Regions from separate parts of the Mus musculus genome. Here region 2 is linked to region 1. A link is a contact called in public promoter capture Hi-C data. All regions are on one chromosome and are shown on one strand. The core of a region is the stretch at or near the end of the contact, and the rest is flanking DNA. Distances in the headings are between cores, read along the strand shown. Region 1 holds the start of Cd247 (CD247 antigen). Region 2 holds the start of Mael (maelstrom spermatogenic transposon silencer).

Region 1 (7,433 bases), core at 1,664-4,163:
CTAGTACCATTTATCTCTTAAAAGTTTACCATCAGCCCCACTGGATCTTTCTTTTACCCTTATCTAAAGCAACGTGACTGAACCCATATGTAAGTCTCCTACCCAAGTGCTAGCCCAGCCTGAGCCTGCTTAGCTTGTGAGCTCAAACGAGGCTGGGCACGTTCAGGGTGGTAGAGACTTTTCTGTCAGGTTTGTATGCTCATTCACAGTGTGGGCTCTCTGGCAGGGTTATTTCACATCCCTTACGTTTTATTTGTTTTAGCATTATTATATATTGGAGTAGAATGTTTGTGTGACAAATTCACTATTTGCACGTGTGTACTTCAACGGTCTTTAGCATATCCAATTTGCTGGTACAAAAGCATCCAACGCATTTCATCATTCCTTACAGAAACCTCACACCAATCAGCAGCTAGTCAGGTTGCCTGCTGCCCTTGGTTCCTGGCTAGCCCTGATCCACTTTCTCTCCGGACTTGCCTACCCTGGCTATTTTATATAAACAGAGTCATACAATAAGTGGCTTTCTAAGTCTGGTTTGCTTTACCCATGCTTGCAGCAGTAGCATCTAACAGTTCTTCGAGTCTTTTCATGGCTGTTATATTCCATTGTTTAAACCCACCACGACCGCTTGTCCGTTCCTCAGCTGTGGCGAATTGCTTCCAGTCTGGGGCCATTATTCATTAGGCTGTCGGGAGCACTTGTACACGCTTCTGTGAGAGCATATGTTTTCGATTCTGTTGGGTATTTACTTAGTTGAGTTTCTGGGCATGTGGAAACTCTGTTTAACATTTTAAGGAACTGTCAAATTGCTTGGCACAGGGCCCTCGTCCACCCTTTAACATCTGCAGGAGGACCAGTTTCCTTACATTCTCATTGGTCCTCATCAGCCGTGCGCCCTTTACTCCTTGTGCTGTGTTACCATCTCATTTCGATGCTTTGTGTGTCTAGCTTGCGTTTTCCTAGTGACTAACACACTACGAGGCTTTCCTGTGCTAGTGACCACTTGTTTATCTTCTTTGGAGAAATGTCTATTAAATCTTTGGCTAATTTTTATTTTTTATTTTTATCCTATTAAACTGTAGACATACTTATACATTCTGAATACTGGACCAAAACCAGTATATAATTTGCAAATATTTTCACACATTTTGTGGACTGTTTTTAAAATTTTCTTCCCACTTTCTTTTGAGGCATAAAACTTTTAAAATTTGATGATGTTCAATTTATGTATGTTGGTTTTGGTTGCTTGTGTCTTTTGTGGTCTAACATGTTAAGTCTTTCATATAAACTCTAGAATCAGTTTATCTTGTTTTAAGAGTTTGTTAACATATTTTTAGCATTTATTTGTTTGTGGGGTGTGTGTGTGTGTGTGTGTGTGTATGTATGTGTGGTGTGTCTGTGTGTGGTGTACATATGTATGGTATTTGTATATGTGTATTTGTATAGTGTGTATATATGTATGTATATGTGGTGTGTACGTGTATGTATATATCGATATATGTATGTATGTGTGTGGTATATGTGTGTGTGGTATATGTGTGTGTGGTATATGTATGTGTGTATGGTGCATGTATGTATGTGTGGTGTGTATGTGTATGTATATATGTGTATATGGTGTATGTATGTGTGTGGTGTGTGTATGTATATGTGCTATGTACATGTATGTATGTTATGTGTGTGGTATATGTGTGTATGGTGTATGTATGTGTGAGGTATATTTGTGTATGGTGTGTGTATGTGTATGTATTTGTGGTATGTATGTGTATAGTATATGTGTGTATGATGTGTGTGTATGTATGTGTGGTATATATGTGTATGTATGCCATGTGTGTGGTATATGTGTGTATGGTGTATGTATGTGTGTGGTTTATGTGTGTGCGTGTGTGTGTGTGTGTGTGTGTGTGTGTGTGTGTAGCTCAGAGGACATCTTACAAGAATGGCTTCCCATCTACCATGTGGGCTCTGAAGATGGAATTCAGACTGTCAGGCTTGGCAGAAACTACCTGAACCAGCTCTCTGCCTCCAGATTTGATAATATTGTCTTTCCATTTAGAAGGCTGGTAGACTGAAAAGTAACTGTGGACTTCTTGACTTTCTTTTTTAAATCAAAGAAACCAGAGGCACCCTCCCATCCACATGATCCTTTCCGGGTCTCTGTCCCGTCTCAAAGCTTGTGTACACTCACCTACAACTCTCCGTTATGCTTATTTCTCAGTTTTATTTTTTATTTTGTTTTGAGGCAGTCTTGCTACACAGCTCAAGTTGGCCAGGTATTCACTGTTAGTCCAGTGTGACCTCAAACTCACACTCCTCCTGCCTTTGCCACATGAGTGATACGATTTACAGGCAGGCAATCTAGGCCTGACTTTTATCGTTTTCTTACTGTAAATGACCCCAAGGGTGAAAAGTTGACAATTAGAGGAAGCATGTGACCTCGGTTTGGTGGCACATACTGTAATCTTGACCTGTGGAAAGCTGAGGAGGGAAAATTGTGAGTTCAAGACCAGCCTGGATTAAATAGTGAGATTTGTCTCAGGGAAAAGAATTTTGAAAACAATGTAAGCTATAGTATTTCACACTATTTATGGTCTGAATTGAGGCCAAGTTCAGAACTATACCTCAAATATCCTCCTTTCTTTGTGCTTCAGATAAAGAAGCTGACGTCTGGAGATGCTTCAAGGCCACACAGCAACTTAGATATATGCCTAGGGTCTGACTTCAGCAATTGAGAGTCACGTACAAATTAGTAAAGAATTAAAATAATAAAAAAGTACATTAAACTACAGTCAAATTGAAGAAAAAGCAAAATTCAGACGGATGCACATTCTTACACCCCAAACCTCCAAACCTTCAGAACTTCCTGCCTATGAATCGAGAGGGGGAGTGAGAGGGTGTCTTGCTGGCAGGTGCTGTCTCAAAGGCCCACAGTCCTCCACTTCCTGGGGTGTCAGCCACAGAACAAAGCCAGCAGAGACTCCATCAGCGCCTCCTTTTCTCCTCATCCTCCCAGGCATAGCTGCCTCTGCCTCTGCCTCTGGGTACCATCCCAGGGAAGCAGAAGATGAAGTGGAAAGTGTCTGTTCTCGCCTGCATCCTCCACGTGCGGTTCCCAGGAGCAGGTAAGGGCTCTGTTTCCCGCGGCTCGACCCTTTTAGAGCCTCTCCGTGTGTCTGAGGGGCAGCGGAGGGGTGCCAAGGACCTGGTGCTTCTTTTAAAGCTTGTCTTCCCAAAGTCAACGGGCAGAGTGGGCAGCGGCAGTGTGGGCTTGGGTCCCACCCAGGCGTCTGCTCTGTGACAGCCAAGCTGGTTATCGGTTGGGGGCCAGCTGTTTGAAAACACAGTTGTAGATTGTCTAATGATAAAGGCAAAAGAAAAAGACTGTGGAGGGAAAGGGCAAGGAGAAACGCAGCGAGTCAGCAACTGAGACAGCTCTGCGCGGACGGGAGAAGCGGCACAGGATCCGAAACACCAGCCAGCTAGGCCTCGCTCCTCTACTCTGGTTTCCAGATATCATGACTCCTTCCGCCCCTCTCTGGTTGGCATTGCCGCTCAGCCCCGTTCTTTCCTCCTTTGCCAATAAAGGACATTGCCATGGTCAGTCAGAAAGGGTCATGGCCTGTGACCCTGAGTATCCTGAAACATCTGGTAGAGGCCGAGCCCCTACAAGAGAACTTGAGGCAGGGAGGGAGGGAGGCGTACGGAGTAGGCATCCATATTTGCAGCCTTTTGCAAGGCGCATTGCCACCTTCTGGCCCAGAGCATTTAAGTCTAAGCTCACCCTGTCAAGGCTGTCCCCCACATCACAGCCACCAGCTACCCTATGACATACTGATTCTCTGTGATATACTCACATGGCTCTCTATCTGAGCCAAGCAGCCAGAGACACGGACAGAAATGCTAGCAACAGGTTGAAGAATATGTGTTAATACGTGACCATCACGAGTCACAACCAGCCCAGAAGACAACTTGCGCCAGAGCCCACTGCATCCCTCCAATGCCTGGCATTTGGCATGCGGTAGCCTTAGTGTGCTTCCTAGTTCAGCAGTCGGGGTGGAAGCGAGGGAACAGAAGACAAAAGACACCACTCACAAGATTGGTGTCATGGCCGTTTTACAAGAAATGGGACAATCTGTATTTGAATCTAGAAAGACAAGGATGGTAGCTGTAAGGGGTACCCTTCCTCCAATTTAGAGCTCTCCTGAGGGTGACAGTTTGTCGGGTGACAAGGCAGGAATGGCCAACACATGATTGTTACCACCAGGAAACTGCACAGTCCTGGGCTAGCGTCATGGGGTTCTGAGGGCTCAGGAATGGGCTTTTCTGACCTAGCACAGTGCTTTTCTCAGAAAGGGCTGGGCAGGTGTGACTCACACAGTGCTGTAGGGTAATTGCCCCTGAGGGAGCCCCAGAAGCCCTCACTCATAGGCAAGTGAGAAACATTTTCACAGCCAGAGAGGTTCACTGACTAGAGGAGCAGCCACTGCAGGCAGGAGCTCTGGACTCATGACCGTAGGCTCTCAAAAGATGGAGGGAGGCGAATGTTGAACTTCTCTCGCCACCTCTGTCTGCACCTCACTGGTCCTGGTCCCTGCGCTGCAGGCTTTGAAGCTCAAGTAAAGCTAAGGCAAGTTAGGGAGAGAAACAAACGGTTGGCAGTAAACAAAACCCCACCCAGAGGGCACAAAGCCTGTGGTCTTTTCCACCCCAAACCAAAAAGGCCTAAGCCTTTCCCATTTACAATTCTTTGAGAAAGCCCAGACACAGGGGACTAAGCCAATGTTGAACTAATTAATCAGTCCACCAAGTCTAACAAGAGCATTTCGAGGGCCAGAGGAGGCAGGGAGCTGCTGGGTGCCACGGAACACCTCTGTCTGCCACGGAACATGTCTGTCTGCCACGGAACACGTCTGTCGGCCAACCGTCAGCTTCTTGTTACTTCTGACTGCCCCGCCATGGCAAAGGTTGAAAACAGAGGTCACTACCGTGTGTGTCCACTCTCTAGTGAGAAAATGCGCCTCTAGTGTGAAGCCTCGGGTTTATGAGAAGGTCTACTTCTTAGGAAGGCAGGAGGCAGGGGCATGCTAACCATTGCCCTTCCCAGTAGCAGGTCCCTGAGCCACCCACTGGATCTCAATGGTCCTGGGTTTTGTTAGATTTCCTCTAAAGCAAAGACAGTAATGGCTTCCTCGAAGAGACGTGACGGCAAGGAGTGAATGCAAGGTTTCATATACAGAGATACGCATGCATGCGTGCATGTGTGTATCTATGTAGATCTACAGATGCACACATAGGCACACATGACAGACAATTAATAAATAGAAATTGCACTAATTATTAGATGCAGGGATGGAACCTATGGCTGAGATCCTTAATTTATAAAGCAGCAATGGGCATCTCCTGATAGCATACGACTTGTCCCTCCTGTGAATTCTGGGCACATCCACACCAGCACAGAAACCCAGTGGCAGGTGGGCCCTGTGGCAAATATGGATCAAAACTTGGGATTTACAGAGGAAGAATATTACACCAACAAATTTCAACCTCTTAAGCTACACAGGAACATGTTTCCTCAGAGTGAAAAGAAGTCCAAAGGTGTAGCATAAATACAGGAGACTGGACAAATTCAAAGAAAATGCGTGATCATGGTGGCCACTCAGGTCTGCAGGCATGGATGTGGGTGACCAGGGATTTATTTACAAATATCATAAACACCAAATCTCTGTTGAAGCTTTGGAAGTGGAGTTGAGGGGCTGTAAGTGACGGATGTGTTTCACGGGTGTCGTCTTCACCCTCTGGTTTGTTTTGTCCTCCGCGCCTGACTGCTTCCGATCCTCTGGCTTCATTTTCCTACTTCAGCCCTGCTCGGAGCTGCTAGACTGCAGACTGCATTTGTTGCCACAAAACACCAACAGCCCTAAGGTTTGTTAGCAGGCTAGCTTTATTACACCGCTAGCTTTATTACACTGCTCTGTGCGCTTAACATTGTCAGTTTTGCTTTTGTTTTTTTTGAAAAATAAGACTAATTGGGTGTGATGACACACACCTGGACTAGCAGCATTTGGGAGGCAGAGACAGGTGGGTCTCTGTGAGTTCAAAGTCAAACTGGTCTACATAGTGAGTTCTAGGTCAGCCTGGGCTATTAGTGAGACACTATATTTAAAAAAAAAGATTTAATTTTTAAAAATATACATCTTTTCTTTCAAAAGTTACCTAGCATGTTTCTTGTATTTTATTTAGAAGATTCTGAGCTCCACAGAGAATTGTCTTAGGTTCGATTAGAATAGGCACACAATTTGAGAACACCCCTGTTTTTATATCTAGTTAACTGATTAAACAAATGCCAGAAATAGTTCAGAATAGTTTGGTTTTAGTTCTGCATGAGACAAAGCTGCTGCTCACTTACAACAAGATGACAGTGGATGTAATCAACTAGAATAACTACCCAGTTATTCTGGTAGAAAACAGTAAACCGGTCATGTGACCTGTTAGCCGAAACATGTCATTTTGCAATTGTGCACTATGCGTGGATAGTGACCACGTTCCCCAGGGAAAGAGATGCCCCTGGCTGCTCTCAGTCACATCCCTGGTGTTCAGCATAATATTTAGACCAGAGTCAATGCATGGTACATATTCCAGTGTTTGTTGAATGCATTAAAAAGTGACCAAGTAAAGGAAATCTAGAAGTTTCTGCATGATTCACATCATGGTTTTATTAGATGGCCTATCCTTTAAACAACCTAGTGGTAAATTATGAGTGTTAAAAATACAACTAAATTTTAAAAAATCAGCAATCAAAGGGTCAGTGGTGACCAGAAGACTTCAGCGTGAGTTACAAAGTTAGTTTAAGACTCAAAATGGCAATTATTAAAATGTTCTTGTTCAGCCATGTGAAATTCTACTATTAATATTTGCTTGTTCTGAGTTAAGGGGGTCCTAGAAGCACCGTGTGCATGCATGTTAGGCAAACACTCTACCACTGAGGTATTTCCTCAGCTCCCCACCCCCTTTATAGAATTTTGTCAAGATCTCTCCAAATTTCCCAGCCTGCTGAACTGGACTCATTTTCAGTTCAGGTTGTCCTAGAACTTGCAGTGTTCCTACCTTGGCCTCCTGGTAGCTGGAACTGCAGGTCTGTGCTGTGAGACTCAGCTATTTATTTTGGACCCAGAGAAAAGATCATTTCAAATGACTAGACTAACACTAATATCTTAAAACTAAGCAAAAATGCACTGCTTTCAGCTTCTGCCTTTTCTCCAGTGCTGGGGGAAAGGTGATCAATATTGGAGACTGGTGGTCAATGAGCTGATAAAGTAATGAAAGTGTCAGGAGTAGAAGACCCTGTGGATTCCAGCAGGAATCACAGTCCAGCATGACTTTCATGTTTGATCTTCGTGACCAGTTTGCAAATACATGCGTCATGCTTTGCCCAGTAT
Region 2 (7,433 bases), core at 1,675-4,174, 450 kb after region 1:
TGGGGAATAAAGTCCAAGAGAACAAATGAAGTAGAGCCATAGCTATGGAAATTTAGTTCTCTGCCTTTGTACTTTCTGCTACTATAGAGAAGACCACCTATATACATGAGAAATATGTGGGACTAGCCCTGGCCATGGAAGACCAATGTTAAAAGTTTGTGTTAAACGAAGGCAGAACACAATAAAGACAGCCAGAAGGAACAGAAAAAGCCCTTAGCTACATTCTCCTCTAAGGTAGTGAAATAATTTATCTTTGCTTCATGCCTGCCCACCCCAGGATATTTTAAAATTCCTTATTCTTAATTGGCAAATAATAATAGTACATCTTTATGGGTTACCACAGGGCTTCAATGTATTTATAAATTGTGGAATGATTAAAAGTCAAGCTAGTTAACGGATCCATCAATCCATAACCTCCTGTTTTTGTATTTCAACACTTAGAATCCACTCTTACTAGACTGGGAAATAGGTTAAAAGCCTTATCCTTCTTGTCTACCTCTATAATCTAAGTATGGAAGCTACAAAGAAGACTAATGTTTTATAATATATGAAGTGGTAGAAACCAAGAGACTTTTGTTACAATAACTTCCCAGTATTATTTCAACAAATGCAAATTAGTTTATCCAGCATTCCATCAGTGCTAGCATGTTTAAACCTGTATAGTCAAGGATTTTGAAATGTAGGATCAAATGAACAAAACACATTTTGGGGGTGGGATGCACTTGCATGGGTGTGGGGACTTGATGTCCTTGAGTGAGGCTATCACACACCAATCTCTAGTGTCACTCTCTAGGAGTTGTCCATGTTTCTTTGTGATGGATCTCTCATGGGCATCTGAGGTTTACTAACTAGCCAGGCTGCCTAGCTGTTGTGTCTCCACCTCCCAGCACAGGGATTATAAGCTAGCATGACCACCACTCTTTATATGGGTGCAGGTCCTTTCCATGGCATGGCAAACACTATTTCCATCCTCCCACATCATACAGAACATTTTTTAAAAAATTGCCCAATATGCTATCCAAATTTGAGTGAAGTATTTTAGGAATACTCTACCTTGATCACTTTTTATAGATAAATTTGACATATCAGGGGGAGAAATACTTGGTTTTGGTACAAGCATGCCTGGCCTCCTCAGTGGTGTAGATACAAGTTTCTGAAAGTAAGAGAATCACCAATCAAACACTTTTAAGCAGAGCCATTGCTAGATACTTTACTTCCCATATTTAAATGTAATAAAGTAACCTCAAAATAGCCCGTGGACTATGTCAGCATTCCCTCAAGGCCAATGAAAACATTATTTTTATCAGTAAATACCAGCCAACCACAGCACTCTATGGGAAGGCGAGTATAAGTAGCTATAGCTGAAAGCCATTTGCGCACTCTCTATCATCTTACTTCCCCGAGTCACTACCTACTAAACGCCAGGCTGGTGTGCAGAATAAGAGTATTTAAAGAAAACAGAACAAAATCCTAAAGTCTATAATGTTATTTGTGGTTTTCATTTAAAAGTGAAAATTACAAAAGGTTGTGCCTCCAACTATCACAACTCAAGCACGTACAATATACTTAAGTTTTGTGGAGAATTTTTTCTTCAAATTTTCATTCCCCCCCCCCCCCCCCCCCGTGTGTGTGCTTGGCTGCATGTATGTGTGTCACGTGTGTGTGCGCAGCACCAGTGGAAGCCAGAGGAGGGCATCAGAACCCTTGGGAACTGGAGTTACAGATGGCTGTGAGTCACCATGTGGGTGCACCGACTCAAATCTGGAACTTTTGGAAGAGTAGCCAGAGCTTTTAGCCAGTGAGCCATCACTAGTCCCTTAAGGAGATATGTTTTATAGAAAAATCTGATAAGAGCAATCAAAGCTCACAAGCACAGATCCTCAAAAATCCACCTGACTTAAGACATCAACTTAAAATGTAAATCTACCTACCATATTTACAAATAACTTGCCACAATTTTGAATTTCAATCCAATGTCACAAATTTAAGAATGAAATTTCGGTATGTACAAACAGAAAAGCAGCATAAGGGAGAAGAAAAAGACTTCTTTATTGACCTTGTAGATACTGACTTAGTAGTCTACTATCCCAATACTCTGGAATTTGCTTAACTATTTGGGGGGGGGGGGGGTTCTGTAGGATCTACAAATGTTAACCCAGGTCTTCACGTCTTGTTATTACAATATTTAAAGAACTGTTAACAAGCTTGTTTCTAGGAACCATTTAAATAAAAGCCTACGCTTTTTAAAAATTATTATTACAGCTGTCTAACCGGTAAGAACTGAAAGGCAGTCGGGGAGCCGTTTAGTGCAAACCCTGACCCCCAACCCCAAACCTGCCTTTCCCCTGGGGCTTCTGCACTATCTGGAAACTTCCCGAAGGTTCCTCGGGCTCCACCGTGGCTGGAGTCCAAGGGTGGGCGGGCGAGAGGTGGCTGCCCTTACCTGCTTCTCTGAAGGCCCAGAATCCTTTCCCTGGGCTGCTCTCCACTCTCGAGCCATTTCTGAGTATTTCTCCTTCTCATCCTCCCTCAAGAGCTTGGGGAGAAGAGGGATACAAGAGAGGCGAGCTGTGAGGGTGAGGCGTCCGATCCACACCCCGGTTCTGGAAGGTTCTGTCGGTTGGTCCTGCCCTTGGGCTGTGTCCCCTCCACGGGCTCCCCCCAGGCTGGGTTCCCACCGCGCCCTCCCCGCTGCCCAACTGCCCGCTGCCTCACCGCCCAGTCGGCCGAGCAGTAGGGGATGGCGTCTGCCACGCGGGCCACCGGCAGGCCTCGCCGGCGCAGTTCGGGAATCTTCTCCTGTACGAAGAAATAGTAGGCATTGCGGCTGGCCCTGCGGTTGGGCATGGCGTCGTCGGGCCTCGACGCCCTCCAGAGACGCAGCAAGCAGCCGGCGCCCTTGCCGGGCTCCCGCCCTTAGTAACCGAGCTCGGAGCCTGCGCGCGCTTCAGCCCGGCACTTGGCCAATCAGGGTGCAGCGCGCAGCCGCATTGGGCCCCCTGCTGTGGGGGTGAAAACAGCCTGAAACTGGATTCCACCTCGTGCGTGAGGGGGCGGAGGGGGCGGGAGGGAGGAGGAGCGAGGCGCAGGTGGGGAGAGCACTGTGATTGGCTGACTCGCTTGCCCGGTAGGCGGGGATTGTCACGTGGTAGGCCTGGTACTTTTATTATTATTTTTTCCCTGTACATTGTTGCTTGATGTACCCCGTTAGTAGGAAGAGGACTCGCAGGTGCTTTCGGTTCCTGGGTGTTTCACATTCCCGAACTAGCGAGCTTGTGTAAAGCACTGAGAGGGAAAAGGTGGGGACAGGAGGGTGTTTTCAAGACGACGACAAACAACAACAACAACCACAACATATTTGAAAACTTCTGTTTCACAAAACATCCATGAATAAAGTTTTATAGGCTTTCTTATAAGGTCTGGGTAATTTGGGGAGGGGTCAGTTTTATTAGTAGGTATCATTTTTCGAAGTTATTGTGAAATGCTTTTCTCATCTACTTGGTTACTGCTGACTCAAGGTTGAGCCTGTGTATTTAGTAATAGTGAGTTCTCATACTGGTTCAAACTGTGCTGCTTGATCTTGCCTGGGTTTTCTCATTGCACTTCCCAACTACATTCCTTTGTGTATTCGAGTTACTTAATTTGTGTATAAGTAGAGTTGAAAATTCATTTAAAATTTTTATCTTTTCAGATAACTTGATCATCTTTTCTCTCTGTCACTGACAGATAATCAGCCAGATTAGACCAGATTAAAAGTAGATAATGGCAGGTTTATTTGGAGGCAGCTCTCTGGTGGGTTCATCGGATTTCACAGGTCAAGGTCAGCAAGGTCACATATCCAGGCAAAAACAAGGGTTAGTTTTTTTGTTTGTTTGGTTGGTTGGTTTTTTAATGGGTCTTGGGCATGGGGTGATGACATGTGAGTTAGGAGCTGGTATTTGCCCTTACATGGTCAAAAAGTGAGCCCCTGAGCAGGCACTCATGGGTGGGTTGCTGGAACACTGAGTAGTGAGGTGTTTTTTCTTTGTAGGTGGAGTTGGTGGAAGGGGAATAAACAGGGTTTTCCAGCTTGTGAAGAGACTGAACAGGAGTCCCAGCCTAGCAATGACCTCAGTTTTAATTGTTTGCTAGTAATGTTGCTAAATTTTTCTGGTATTGAACCAGTCAACATTTATAGTATACACTCTTCTTGATCATGAATCGTCGCTGACACTTGAAGTGTTGCTGACACTTTAAAAACGTTTTTCTGTCTTAGTAGATAATGGATTGTTTTTGTGGTGCTTCCTTTAGGGATCAGAGGAAGTTCTGAGTGAGTAGCGTCCCGAAAGAATGTGCTTTTGTTGACGTGGGCAGGACCATGACCCAAAACATACCAGTGAGAAACTGGCAAAGTTGTTACCTATATGGGCCAGGCGCCAGAGAAATGATAAAGCTTTCCTGGAGAGTATGAGAATGAATGTTTATGAATGAATAATTGATTGCTCAGTGCTAGCAATTACTGTGGCCCCCGAGTGGATGTTTACAGTCTGAAACTGCTCACCTGCACAGACCTCCTATGGCGACTCGCTAACTCCCCTTCTTTGGTACCTAATAGATATATTGAGGTTCTAGGTATCAGCAGGTTAGAAGACTCACACCAGATCCCAGCGACACTGTGGGTCTGTGTACATCTGTTCTTTCTTTATTCCATCTCTGCCTGTGGTTAGGGAGGGTTCCAAGACCCAAGTCACACGTGATTGGACAGCTGTTCTTACTAAATATTGGTATCAGGGTTGTTACTGCCTCATAAAATGAATGCCCCTTTTCCCATAGGATTGAGTAAGAGACGAGAATTAATGCGTCTTTGGAAAGTTGGTACATTTTTTTGTTTGTTTGTTTAAGCTCTGATACTGACAACCCTTGGAGGGCAGAAGGGGGGGAGCTGAACCTTCTTGGTATCTGGCATGAATTGTCTTTGCAGTTTTCTTCAGCCATTTCTTTTAGAAACCTATCTTACATTTGAGACTGCAAGTGTACTGGTATAAGATCTGATGAGGAGATAAGGCTACTGAAAGTTCAATGAATATGGATGAGACAACATCTTGACAGGCCCTTCTTACACTTAGCTGCTTGACTCAGCAATTCCAGTCTGGAGAAATGGACTTGCATGAAACGAAGGCTTCTAGATGAATTTATAACAGCTCTGTTCATAAACAGACCCACAAGGAATGGCCCAAAGCCATCAACAGTTGAATTAGTAAATTGTGGTATATAATATGGTAGACAACTGGGGAATTCGAAGAGGTGAGTTAATCTGGATACTCTACATGAATTCTGAAATGTTGCTAAGTGGAAGAAAGCATTCTCTATGACACAGTGGATACAGCTCTTGAGACAGGTAAGAGTATGAAATTAGAGATAGCAGATTAGCAGTAATAGCTAGAGGCAGGCCTGGAGGTAAGAAAAGATTGGAAAACTGTGGAAATGGCAAACTATTTTGTGCTTTGTAGTGGTTACAGGCAGGGTGTGTCGTTTATCAAATTCTATTTTTAGGCATAGGCATTTTCAAAACAACATTTTAGGTGTATTGGTGTATTTCCTTCATGTATGTCTATGCACCACGTGCAGGCCTTAGAGGGCATTGGGTTCCCTGGAACTGGTGTTAAGAGATTGTTGTAAATTGCCATATAGGTGCTGGGAGCTGAACGTAGGTCCTTTGGGAAGAACAGTTAGAATTGCTAACCCCTGAATCATCTCTCCAGCCCCCAAATTGCATGCATTTCATTCTGTATAAAATGCAGTCTAATAAAATTTATTTTAAAGATTGGCATAAAAATAAATGTAACACTTGTTTATAATTTAAAAATACATACCATCTCCCTTTTTTCTAATATTATTTAAGCTGTACAAGCCTTTTCTGTTTTTCTTCCTTTCAAAAAGATTTATTTATTTAATTATGTGAGTGCTCTATTCTCATGCACATCAGAACAGGGCATCAGATCCCATTACAGATGGTTGTGAGCCACCATGTGGTTGCTAGGAATTGAACGCAGGTCCTCTGGAAGAACAGCCAGTGCTCTAACCACTGAACCATCTCTCCAGCCCTCTTGCCCCATGCCCCAAGTCTTTTCCTAGTATTTGCTAAACTGTTTTCATCGATCATTTAAATAATCTGAGTTTTGTTCTGTTGAGAAACTGTAACATTTTTCTTTTCACCCCTCTCTGCTTTAAATGCATTCGCCCTTTCTACTTTAGGCTGCTTTGCATTTCTTTTTCTAGTTTCTGGAACAAAATACCTTATTCTTTTCCGTGTCTATTTTTATAGGGTTCCTTCTCCCGTTTCTGCTTTAGTTGGATTGATCAGTGTTTCTGCTCCACGTATTTCTCTGCTGACTTCAAAGTTGTCCGTTTTGTTTTCCTTCATTCCATAGACAGAGTGTCGGGGTTGAGAGGACAACTCTCAGGAGTCAGTTCACCATGTGGGATCTAGAATCACTACACAAGCATCTCTACCTGCTGAGCCATCTCTCCAGCCCCTCCTGAGAGACCGCTTATAGACCCCTTTCTCTGCCTACTTGTTGAACGGAGCTGTCAACAAAGCAGCCTCACATTTGGTGACCCAGTGGGCGGCCACCATGCATGGTGTCCCACGGCAGAGTACTTCCCAGGTGGCTTGAGAAAACTACACTAGAGCTACACCCATGACTGCTAATGCAGCCACAATGTCTGCTTTAGGAGGCCTCGATACAGTACAGCTACACCAGCTTACATTAGTAACAGGAATGTCAATCAACCTCAACAAGGCGCCTCTTCCTGTAGCAGTTCTCACTTAGGATGGGGAGGCTATAGGTGACTCAGGAAAAAAAGAAAGAAAGAAAGAAAGAAAGAAAGAAAGAAAGAAAGAAAGGAAGGAAGGAAGGAAGGAAGGAAGGAAGGAAGGAAGAAAAAAAGAAAGAAAGAAAGAAAGAGAGAGAGAGAGAAAGAAAAAGCTGGTGATTTGGAGCTTATGCGAGGTTTGTGATTGGTGCTTAAGTGAAGTTGAAGTGGGACTAGAAGCTCATGTGAGGCTGTGATTGGTAGAATCACAATCTATTCACAGGCATGTGTCACTGGTGATGTAAGCAGAATGATTTCCACACCTTTGAAGTTCATTTTGGAAGATTTTTCTCCCGAGGGCTGCAGCATTGAGCCCAATAAGACATCTCTGAATGCCCTTTGACTGACGTGTTGTCTGTATTAGTGGTATAGTGGGCTGAACAATCAGACTTAACAATAGCAACCACAGAAAAGAGGCAGTTAAGAGGCCCAGACAGTCACTGTGAGCTGAGAGCCCTGGTATCCAAGCTCTGAGATACATGATCAAGAGGCAGTTGAGAGTTCCAGACAGTCGCCAAGAGCAGCAGCAGCTACAGTAAGCTAATACTAGGAAGAATGTGAGAAGTTTTGTGGTAAAG

What was found. Promoter capture Hi-C pulls out the DNA fragments that hold promoters and counts their contacts.
Region 2: a contact with region 1 is called in a promoter capture Hi-C map of embryonic stem cells, with 5 times the contacts expected there. The contact joins the promoter of Mael here to the promoter of Cd247 in region 1. A contact is called at or near these places in 17 of 39 promoter capture datasets (the 3T3-L1 cell line, the C10 cell line, the HPC-7 cell line and 8 more), 1 of 15 datasets of contacts at CTCF or cohesin (large pre-B cells), 1 of 484 Hi-C or Micro-C datasets (bone marrow-derived macrophages), 2 of 115 datasets of contacts at active chromatin or transcription factors (embryonic basal ganglia and embryonic stem cells) and 1 of 9 other capture datasets (embryonic stem cells).

Annotation. Positions count from the first base shown.
Region 1 is chr1:165,785,768-165,793,200 of GRCm38.p6, forward strand. It overlaps Cd247 (CD247 antigen), which reads left to right and starts at 2,914. Exons shown (of 8, transcript NM_001113391.2): 1 at 2,914-3,119. The coding sequence starts at 3,062.
Region 2 is chr1:166,235,820-166,243,252 of GRCm38.p6, forward strand. Mael (maelstrom spermatogenic transposon silencer) reads right to left here and starts at 2,925. Exons shown (of 12, transcript NM_175296.4): 1 at 2,716-2,925; 2 at 2,444-2,536; 3 at 1,054-1,153. The coding sequence starts at 2,847.